Linked DNA regions of Macaca mulatta: region 1 is linked to region 2. A link is a contact called in public Hi-C data. All regions are on one chromosome and are shown on one strand. The core of a region is the stretch at or near the end of the contact, and the rest is flanking DNA. Distances in the headings are between cores, read along the strand shown. Region 1 holds the start of CDV3 (CDV3 homolog). Region 2 holds the start of NPHP3 (nephrocystin 3).

Region 1 (5,423 bases), core at 529-3,028, 810 kb before region 2:
ATTCACTTGCTTATTGGAGAGGATGTGAAAAAATCCACATTATTTTTGAAACCAAAACTAAGTACAATCACCGATGTTAACAGTGAAAATTCTGAAGTGACAAAATCCATTTTAGCTGTCTCAAATGAAAAGGCCTCACCAGAACTGGAAGTAGGCAAGCTCTCACAGGATTTTAGAGTCAGTAGCTAATTTGATGAGCACACGGAAGGGCTGCCTTCACGCAGTGAGAAAGAGTAGACAGAACCCAGTTGAGTCCTAATAAGCCTATCTAGAGCACAAGGCTACTATGATGCTGCTTTGGGGCTAAAGGAAAACCTAACTTGTATCCAGTATCTGTCCTAAAAGTTATCTAAACACATTTGTAACCAGACCATACCTTATTTGCATTGCCTGAACCCTGAGGCCGCTGTAATCAACCTCTTTTTGCTCCAATTCTTTCCACTCATCTTCGTCCTGTAAAACAAACGCCATTTGATCAATTAAAGCTATTTGTAGACATATAACTAAGCAAATAACACACTACGAAAAGTGGATCAAGTGGCTGGAACCTAAACTGAGTAGGCACTTATATACCGGTCAAAGCCCTTGCTTCGTTCTGGGGCAAACTAGGCTACATGGAGGACAAACATGCTCGTAGGCTAACACTGTACTTCCGCCGGGTTCCTGCATGAGAGCTGTTACTTTAAGCAACTAAGAAAAGCCGAAGGAAGAAGTCAGTAGGAATTTCACAACTACATTTCTACCCCAACCTTGCCACCGAGACTTTTCTTTTTCTTTCACGGGCTTAGAAACTAAGTCATCACAAAAGAGCTGCTACAAATGCGGCTGCTGAAAGCGAAAATTCAGCTCAAACTACTGGGCTGAGGTCAGCACACGGAATTACTCAGCCTAGACGTCACCCAATAAACGCTGCTCTGTGCTGGGCGCTGCGGCCCCAGACCTAGTGCCCCTGGAGGGTGGCGCCGCCTGGGCCCTGGCTAACGCCGAGCGACGCGGGGTGAGAAGGGCGGCTCCAGGGCGGGTGTCGGAAGGGGTCCCGGCCCAGGCGAGCCCTGCCCGAAGTGGGGAGCCTGCGTCACGTGGCGGCCCTCGCCCGTCCGCCCGGCCCCCGCGGCCCCTCCCGGACGCTTCCCCGGCAGGCGGGGGCGGGCACATGGGACGCCGGCGCGCGGCCCGGGCCCCGAGTGCCGGCCTCCCGGCCCCTCACCTTCGTCACAGCCTTGGTGGCGGCCCCCGGGCCCGCAGTCCCCGCGCTCGCGGTCCCGCCGTCGCCCGGCCGGGTCCCCGTGCCCGCCCCGCCGCCAGCCGCACCCGCGGCTCCACTGCTTCCGCCGGCGCTGCCCGCTGCACCCGCGGCACTCGCCGCCCGGTTGCTCCGCTCCTTCTTCTTCTTCTTGTCCCTCTTGGCAAAGAAGTTGTCCAGGCTCCGCTCCTCCGTCTCGGCCATGGCCTCGGCCTCCTCGACCCGGATGGGTGGGGCCGGCGGCGGGCGCGGCCCGCGGGGCTCCGAGCTCGGGGTCGGGGCCGGCTCTGCGCTCACGCTGCCGGGCGCGGCGACGCCTCAGCCCCGCGGGGTCGCCGAGGCGTGCGCGGCGAGGCGGGCGGCTCCCCCTGCGTGCTGGCGAGCGGTGGTACGGTCCGCCTGGGGGCTCGCGCGCCGCCGCTGTCGCCCGAGGCTGCCGGGGCTGCCGCTGCTGCTGCGACGGCGGAGCAGGATCCCGCTCTCCCCACAACCTGAGGGGAAAAGGCACGCGCGAGCCAAAGGCTCTGGCGAGAGTGCTCGGCTAGCGGCGGCGCGTGCCGGAGGAAGACGCGCGGGCGCAGACCCGGAGAGGAGGGGAAGGGGGTGGGGAGGGGAGGGAGGGGGAGGAGGGAGGGCGGGCCGCTAGAAAAGAGAGGCAGCGCCTGCGCCTGCGTACTTTGCTCTGCCTGCCGCTGTGTGATCGCCAAGGGGCGGGCGGCGGGTGGAGATGGAGGCGGAGCTGGAAAGAGAGCCAATCAGGTGCCAGGACGAAGCGCTTAGGTGACAATCCGTGACCCAGACGGGGCGGAGTCCAGGAATGGGGGCGGGGAGAGGAGGGCATATGCAAAATAAGTGACGTGCCTGACGAGTCCGGTTTCCTGATTGGCGGAGGGTTTAGTCTTGAGGGCGGGCATTTTGAGGGCTGGTTGATGACTTGGCTAAAGAGGTTCAGCAGGAGGGGCAGTGGGTTGCTTTTGGGCGCATGCGCAGGATGCACGTGTGTTTCCTGGCCCGGAACAAACCGTGGCCCCATAGTAGTCGTTTGAACTTTCGCGAAACGGAGAGGCACTGCGTTAAGCCAACTGTGTTAAAGATTGTTCCTCTCCTCTGATCGTTTCTGTACTTCCACCCTCTCTGGTGTGGCAACCATTACTTTTTTTCTTTACAGGTTGATTGTGAAAGTGAGAGGAGCAGTGATCCTGAAGTTTGGGTCCCATTTATTAAAAGATCTTTCATAGGCCGGTTTTTAGGTAGGGATTTTGTCTGAACTCTACCCTCTGGATTATGTTTACCAAGCTCAAGTTCAATAAATTCTATCTTCAAGTCCCTAATCTGTAAAGTGGGTATACTAGCTCTTACAAGATACGGGGGAGGAAGGGAAGAGAATCAGCATTAGCTCCCCACCACATTGCTTAACGTCCTGACTTGAGTCTAGATGATGATGCAGTTTATCCTTAGCTTCTGTCCCTGATAAAAGGAGGAGACTGTCTTATCATAGGGGTGGAGACCAAAATGCCCAGGCGAAAGCCCGGTTTAAATGGGTTTAAAGACCATTTAAATACCCTTGGGGCCTTGAAAATGAAATGAATTCTATATGCAAAAGGTGGTCTAAAGTAAGCTCTTAAACTTTCTACTTCCTCCTTCTAAAAGCAGGAGAGGGAGCTGTCACAACCACTGAGGAAATGACTCAGACAAATGTTGGTAGCCCTATGGGGTAGATAGAACTCAGCCAGTAAATGGAGTGACTTCTTCGCCTTTTCCTTTACAGTTACCCCATTAAAGTTTCTCTTTTCCTACCCCTTGCTTACACTGCTATTAAAGAACTAACTAATGGCTGAGCGCGGTGGCTCACACCGCTAATGCCAGCACTTTGGGAGGCTGAGGCAGGCGGATTACCTGAGGTCAGGAGTTCGAGACCAACCTGACCAAAATAATAAAACCCCATCTCTACTAAAAATACAAAAATTAGCCGGGCGTGGTGGCTAACGCCTGTAATCCCAGCTACTCGGGAGGCTGAGGCAGGAGAATTGCTTGAACCTGGGGGACACGGAAGTTGCAGTGAGCTGAGATCGCGCCATTGCACTCCAGCCTGGGCAACAACAGCGGAACTCCGTCTAAAGAAAAAAAAAAAAAAAGAAAAATAATCTAACTTCTGAACGTCAAATAAATCAAGGACCTAGCCTTGGCCAGCAAGTAGCTTGAGCTTACACATATACTATTCCTCAAACATAAACAGCTGCCAAGGTGACTTCCTTCTATGACAACATGTATCTTCCTGTGATGCAGGTCAGGTTTAGTACTGCCCATCACCGTTACCCTCCCTTACCATGGCTAATCAAATTCATTTCCTTTCTTTTTTTTCTTTCCTTCTTTCTTTCTCCCTTCCTATTTTCTTCCTTCCCCCTCTTTCCTCCTTCCTCCCTCCCTCTCTTTCATTTATTTATTTGTTTACTTACTTATTTTTTGAGACAAAATCTTGCTCTTGTCACCAGGCTGGAGTGCAATGGCACGATCTCGGCTCACTGCAACCTCTGCCTCCCAGGATCAAGCGATTCTCCTGCCTTAGCCTCCCGAGTAGCTGGGATTACAGGTGCCCACCACCACACCCAGCTAAGTTTTGTATTTTTAGTACAGACAGGGTTTCACCATGTTGGCCAGGCTGGTCTCGAACTCCTGACCCTCGTGATCCACCTGCCTCGGCCTCCCAAAGTGTTGGGATTACAGGTGTGAGTCACCACACCCAGCCCCCTCCCTCTCTTTCTTTCCTCTTCTATGAAGCACTTATTTAGCTATATTTAGGGCAAAGAGCTTTATTCAAAAGTGAGTAATTTGTGATTCCTGCCTTCAATTCCCTTATAATCTAGAAGAGAAGATCTAGATATAAATGAGTTTGTTATTTATATATTTCTTAAGTCCTTATCAATTCATCGTCTTGAAAGAATTAATGACTTGAGAAAATACACAGAAGGAACAGTCGTTGAGGGCTGACACTGCAGAATTTCCCACTACATTTTTCAGTGTGATTGATGGCATGCTCCCAGAACTTGATCATGTGTAAGAAATTCAGGTCAAGCCAGTAGAGAGAACAGCGTCTTTGTGGTTGTGTCATTGTTTGTAGTAATTCTCTCCTCTGTGAAGCTAGTCCCTTACTCTTTGAATCACCTGCCCTAAAATTGACAGCATCTGTTCCCACCAGTTGCTCCTTTTAAATCTCCCCTGCCAGCCTCCTCCAGATTGGTTGCCCAGTGCCCTGAATCCTGCTATCATTATCATCATCACCAGGCACCCCCTCATCTTTGAAACATCCTTCTGCCCTCCCTCTCTCTCTCTCTCTTTCTTTCTTTTTCTTTTTAAGAGGCGAGGCTCAAGCAATCATCTGGCTTCAGCCTCTCCAGAGTAGCTGGGACTACAGGCAGGCGCCATCATGCACAGCTAATTTTTTTAAAAAATATTTTTAGAGAAAGGGATCTTGCTATGTTGCCCAGGCTGGTCTGGAACTCCTGGGCTCAATTGATCCTGCTTCCTTGGCCTCCTGAGTAGCTGGGATCACAAGCAGGAGCCACCGTGCCCGGCTCCTCCAGTTCTCTCTTGATGGAGGTGTCTTCCCGTCTGCCGTCCAATGTGTTTGGACCGTCTGCATCCTTAAAGCAAACAGACCTTCACTTGTACTTGCCAGATGGAAAAGTTGAATAGTAATGCGGACTATTCCCAGGTATTTCTGCACATCTTCCAAGGTTCCTAATGCTGTCTGAACATGGCAGTTTCCCTCTGGGTCCTCTGAAGTGGTACAATCTGAAGGACATCATGTATCTCCCTCAACAAGGACCGCTGAGCTCCAATATTCCATGAGCTCAAGAGCTGGCAAAGGGCAGTTGAGCCCAGCCCCATTGTTTCTGGGTTCTTTTCTGCTGAGCTATTTGTTCCAAGTTCCATTCTGCTACCTAGGCTGGAAATTCCACTCATGCTCAGCTCAAAGGAATGCAGCTCATGCTGGCCAAAGTGCTCACCAGGAAATGGGTGGCTAGAATTCTTCTTTTCATTCCTGGCTTCCTCTCTAACATCTGTAAGGCCAACTATGTCACTGCCTGAACTGTTCCTCCTTTCAACTGGGGAGCAACTACTTACAAGTCATCTCTTCTGGGACTCTCTTCTTATTCTCTGCAGGCAGCTTGATTTCCTA
Region 2 (5,256 bases), core at 2,378-4,877:
AGCGAGGAATTAAATCATCCCTAGCCACAATTTTTATGCAGTCTCAGTGTTCTGAGATCTTGAAGTACATAAGCATCACCCGGGAATGAACTAAACATGCAAAATTATCAAGCTCCCCAAATTTTTACCAAATGTCCCAAGTGATTGCGAGATTCGTAGTCTGAGGACCAAATACACACTACCCTACCCAAATGATATTTATTCTACAAATCCCATTTTTTTTTTTTTAAATGGCAGGCCGGGCACGGTGGCTCAGGCCTGTAATCCCAGCACTTTGGGAGGCCGAGGCTGGTGGATCACGAGGTGAGGAGTTCAAGACCAGCCTGGCCAAGATGGTGAAACCCCATCTCTACTAAAACTACAAAAAAAAATTAGCCAGGTGTGGTGCTGCATGCCTGTAATCTCAGCTACTCTGGAGGCTGAGGCAGAAGAATCGGTTGAACCTAGGAGGCAGAGGTTGCAGTGAGCTGAGATTGCGCCACTGCACTCCATCCGGGGCGACAGAGTGAGACTCTGTCTCAAAAAAAAAAAAAAAAAAAAGGCAGTAGCATTTTTTATCAGTTTATTGGCTGCCTGATCAAATACAGAGAAATTTTTCTTATTCCAGGTGAAAAGACGAATTACCAAGTTGTAATGGCTCAAACCAAGAGTAATTTTATTATATCTCATGATTTTGTGGGCCAGAAATGTGGGCAGAGGTTGGTTGGGTGATTTTCCTCCCTGTAGTGTATACTGAAGTCACTTAATTTCTAAATAGTGAATGCACTGGTCTGAAGAGTCCAAGATGGCTTCATTTTACATGCCTTGGTACTCTGGCTGGAAAGGTGGGCCCAGCTGAGGCTGTCACCTGGAATGCCTACGTATGACCTCTTAAGTTAGGCAGTCTCAGGTTAGTAAGTCTCTACATGGTGGCTCAACACTCCCGAGTGTTCCAAGACACAAGAAGTGGAAGTTGCCATTCTCTCAAGACCTGGCCTTGGAAACTGGCACAGTGTCATTTCTGCCACATTCCTCTGGTCCAAGTGGTCAGAGTTCACTCAGTTTCAAAGTGAGGAGTCATATACAGGCTTGCTTCATGGCCATGCAACCTCATGTGCAGTCGCGCAGGGCCCAAAACTCAAAAGCGCCCCATACTTGGCTTAATGCTCTGCTGTTGCCATCTTGAAAATATTTATAATTTTTGAATGAGGGGCATTACACATTCATTTTGCACTGGGTCCCACAAATTATGTAGCTGTCTTAGCTGTCTTTTCTATGAGAGGACTATTAAAAAAAATGTGGCCGTCTTTAGTAAGTTATAAGCCACCTGCCAAATATTTTATTCTCACTATATTTCTGTATTAAAAGTTATTCTTCCAGGCCGGGCGCGGTGGCTCAAGCCTGTAATCCCAGCACTCTGGGAGGCCGAGGCGGGCGGATCACGAGGTCAGGAGATCGAGACCATCCTGGCTAACACGGTGAAACCCCGTCTCTACTAAAAAAAATACAAAAAAAAAACTAGCCGGGCGAGGTGGCGGGCGCCTGTAGTCCCAGCTATTCGGGAGGCTGAGGCAGGAGAATGGCGTAAACCCGGGAGGCGGAGCTTGCAGTGAGCTGAGATCCGGCCACTGCACTCCAGCCCGGGCGACAGAGTGAGACTCCGTCTCAAAAAAAAAAAAAAAAAAAAAAAAAAGTTATTCTTCCAAAATGCAGACTGAAGTATGTGGGTTAAATTCAGCATGAAGAAGAAAAACAGATTATGAGGTTAGAAATAATGTCTTTTTTTTTTTTTTTTTTTTAAGACCGAGTCTCGCTCTGTCGCCCAGGCTGGAGTGCAGTGGCGCAATCTCCGCTCACTGCAAGCTCCGCCTTTCAGGCTCAGGCCATTCTGCCGCCTCAGCCTCCCGAGTAGCTGGGACTACAGGCGCCTGCCACCACGCCTGGCTAATTTTTTGTATTTTTAGTAGAGACGGATTTCACCGTGTTAGCCAGGAAGAAATAATGTCATTTTTTGAGGAATAAGAAATTTGGTCACTTTGGCATTGACCAATAGTAATCCAAGATCAGTACGCAAGTAGGGTGGAGAAATGTGGATTAGAGGCATGTCAGTGGACAGAAATGACGTGGGGGAAAGGAGAGATGCATTGTTTCAGAGCACTCAGTTCCAGACTAGAATCTGAATGTACTCTCCAAGCTGTAGGAAGTTCGCATAGTGAGTTTGGTTATTTGTTGGAGAGAATGGGTGATAGCTGGCTGTTTTATCTTATTACTCAAGCATAGTTATAGAAGTGTTCAGCCGAGGCCCATTCCAAAGGAGGTACTAAGATGCAAAAATGTTCAAAGTGTTTAGTCAGAAACCTAGTGGATGATCCTTAAACCCCTGATCCACAAGGAGAATTCAAAAATTAGGAGTTAGAGATCATAACGGATGTGAAAAGGTGGAAAGTTCTTAAGGTACTGTGATGGTGGAAATGTTTCCCTTTATCTCAGGAGACCACCTGAAGAAATTAGTATGTATACTCTGGATTTTGAAGAATGCAAAGGTCTGGCGTATGACTTCTTCCTGAAGAAAATCTAAAGGGTAAGAGAAAAGATGACTAGCCACTTTGATGGAGGGAATGAAGAAGAGATTGGTGGGCGGTCTCCAATGTCTCATGTTGCAATGAGTTAAAAAACTTACCTTGTCTAAGGATTGTCCCTGGTGGTTTCAGACCGTAAAATCTAAAAGCTCTTTCTTGGCTGGCATTATTCCTTGCTGGTCATTCTATCTACATGCAAACTAAGAGAGAGACATCGCGGGAAGCACATAGCAGGCACTCCATAAATTTTTCAGATTTCCCAACTGCTTCCAGAAAGGAGTTTCCGGTAAGGCACGGCGGCAGCGAAAGAAATAGCTGCAGCATTGGTGGAGCAGCTGGGACCCAGGCCTGTGCTCCCTGTAAGGCACGCCCGCCAGGGAGCCTCGAGCGGGGCGGAGACAACGGAGAGAAGCCCCGCGTCGGAGCACCACTCCAACAACATCCAGTCCGATGCTGGTCCTGCACAGTCGCCACTCGCCCCGTCCTTCCTGCGAGCCCCGCCCTTCTTGCTAGCCCGCCTCGCCCTTTTTGCTTTCTTGACCCACCCCGTTTGCCCTGCCCCGCCCATATACCCCGCCCCACTTGCCCGGCCCCTCTTGTTGTCCCGCCCCGTCCTGCCGCCCCGCCCCGTCCTGCCGCCCCGCCCCGTCCTGCCGCCCCGCCCCGTCCCGCCGCCCCGCCCCGTCCCGCCGCCCCGCCCCGTCCCGCTGCCCCGCCCCGTCCCGCTGCCCCGCCCCTCCGGTTGCCCCGCCCCATCCAGCACTCCCACACCGCCCCGTTCCTCTGCCCCGCCCCGTCCTGCTCCCCCGCCCCGTCCCGTTCTGCTGCCCCGCCGCGTCCTGCTGCCCCGCCCCTCTAGTTGCCCCGCCCCATCCTGTTCTCCCGCCTAGCCCCGTTCCGCTGCCTCGCCCAGTCCTGCTCTCGGGCCCCGCCCCGTTCCGCTGCCCAGCCCCGTCCTGCTTTCCAGCCCGGTCCCGCTCTTCAGCCCGGTCCTGCTCTCCAGCCTCGCTCCATCCCGCCGCCCCGCCCCGTCCCGCTCCGTTCAGCTGCTCAGCCCCGCCGGTACCCACTAGCTAGTGGCCGCCGCGGACACCATGGGGACCGCCTCGTCGCTCGTGAGCCCCGCGGGCGGGGAGGTGATCGAGGACACGTACGGGGCGGGCGGCGGCGAGGCTTGCGAGATCCCGGTGGAGGTGAAGCCCAAGGCCCGCCTGCTACGCAACTCGTTCCGCCGAGGCGCGGGGGCGGCGGCGGGGTCCGGGCCGGGGTCGCTTCCCCGCGGGGCAGGTGCGGGCGGGCTGCTGGGGGCCAGCTTCAAGTCCACCGGCTCGTCGGTGCCCGAGCTGGAGTACGCGGCGGCCGAGTACGAGCGGCTCAAGAAGGAGTACGAGATCTTCCGCGTCAGCAAGAACCAGGAGTTGTTGTCCATGGGCCGCCGCGAGGCCAAGCTGGACACAGAGAACAAGCGGCTGCGGGCCGAACTGCAGGTAACGCCGGGCCGGGCCGCGCCGCGCCGCGCCGCGACGCCGGGAGACCCCTGGGAAGCACGACCGTCCTCCTTCTCCAAACCAAGCGGCTTTGAAAGTTCGGCGGAAACTGCGTATTTTAATTTGAGAGGCCATATTCTCTTCGAGTCTGAAATGATTCCTTAATTCCCTCCCCTTTATCTGTCTCTTTTTTTGGAGACAGGGTCTCGCTGCGGTGGCACGATCGCGGCTCACTGCAGCCTGGAACTCCTGGCTCAACGATCCTCACGCCTTGGCCTCCTAAAGTTCTGGGATCACAGGAGTGAGCCACCGCGCCTGGCCCCCGCTTTTCTATTTCTGGTTTATTTATTCAGACACCTAGAAGAAATTAGCCATAAAGTGTCCTGAGGAGGCAAATGCCAATCTCCAGCTCCACTCCGGCCCCCGCGCCCACCCCCTCAGAAGGCTGGTGACATCTGTTGAAGCAACTCAACAAACTCTTCCTAGGAGTTTTATCCTCCCCCTCCCTATAAAAATTTTGCCTGGGGCTCCAAAGTGGGGCTCATGTGTCGGTTTCTTTGTGAAGTTTCATGGCTCTTGCATTGTAATGGTCTTGACATGAAATTTTCTGGAAGCCTCCTGATTCTCACCATCTTAACTGCTATGATTGAAAACCTTTTCTAGATGTAGTCAAATTTCCTTAGTCCATTTGATTAATTTACTCTAAAATTAATTATTGCATGCCCTCCATGTAGCAGGTCCATTATAATTCACTAAAATAGTATATAAAGCAGCCGGGCGTGGTGGCTCACACCTGTAATCCCAACAGTTTGCGAGGCCTAGGCGGGCGGATGACCTGAGGTCAGGAGTTCGAGATCAGCCTGGCCAACATGATGAAACTCCGTCTCTACTAAAAATACAAAAATTAGCTGCGCATGGTGGCAGGCGCCTGTAATCCCAGCTACTCGGGAGGCTGAGGCAGGAGAATGGCGTGAACTCAGGAGGCGGAGGTTGCAGTGAGCTGAGATTGCACCGAGCCGAGATTGCACCATTGCATTCCAACCTGGGCAACAGAGCGAGACTCCGTCTCCAAAAAAAAAAAAAAAAAAAAAAAAAAAAGCATATAAAGCAAGAGGTTGCTTTTCTGTGAGCAAATCTCTAAGACTTTTTGCCATCAGTTTGGGGCCCCTCTGATCGTTGTTGTGTCGTTTGTTTATTCTTCACTGTGGGAG

Evidence for each region. Hi-C and Micro-C count contacts between places; a contact is called where the count stands out from the background.
Region 1: a contact with region 2 is called in a Hi-C map of fetal cortex germinal zone, with 5 times the contacts expected there. The contact joins the promoter of CDV3 here to the promoter of NPHP3 in region 2. A contact is called at or near these places in 3 of 14 Hi-C or Micro-C datasets (fetal cortex germinal zone, fetal cortical plate and liver).

What each region holds. Positions count from the first base shown.
Region 1 is chr2:36,622,587-36,628,009 of T2T-MMU8v2.0, reverse strand. CDV3 (CDV3 homolog) reads right to left here and starts at 1,778. Exons shown (of 5, transcript XM_077991474.1): 1 at 1,208-1,778; 2 at 377-453. The coding sequence starts at 1,447.
Region 2 is chr2:35,816,016-35,821,271 of T2T-MMU8v2.0, reverse strand. NPHP3 (nephrocystin 3) reads left to right here and starts at 3,627. Exons shown (of 28, transcript XM_077991469.1): 1 at 3,627-4,045. The coding sequence starts at 3,653. LOC106997117 (a long non-coding RNA gene) reads right to left here and starts at 3,066. Exons shown (of 10, transcript XR_003727106.2): 1 at 2,660-3,066.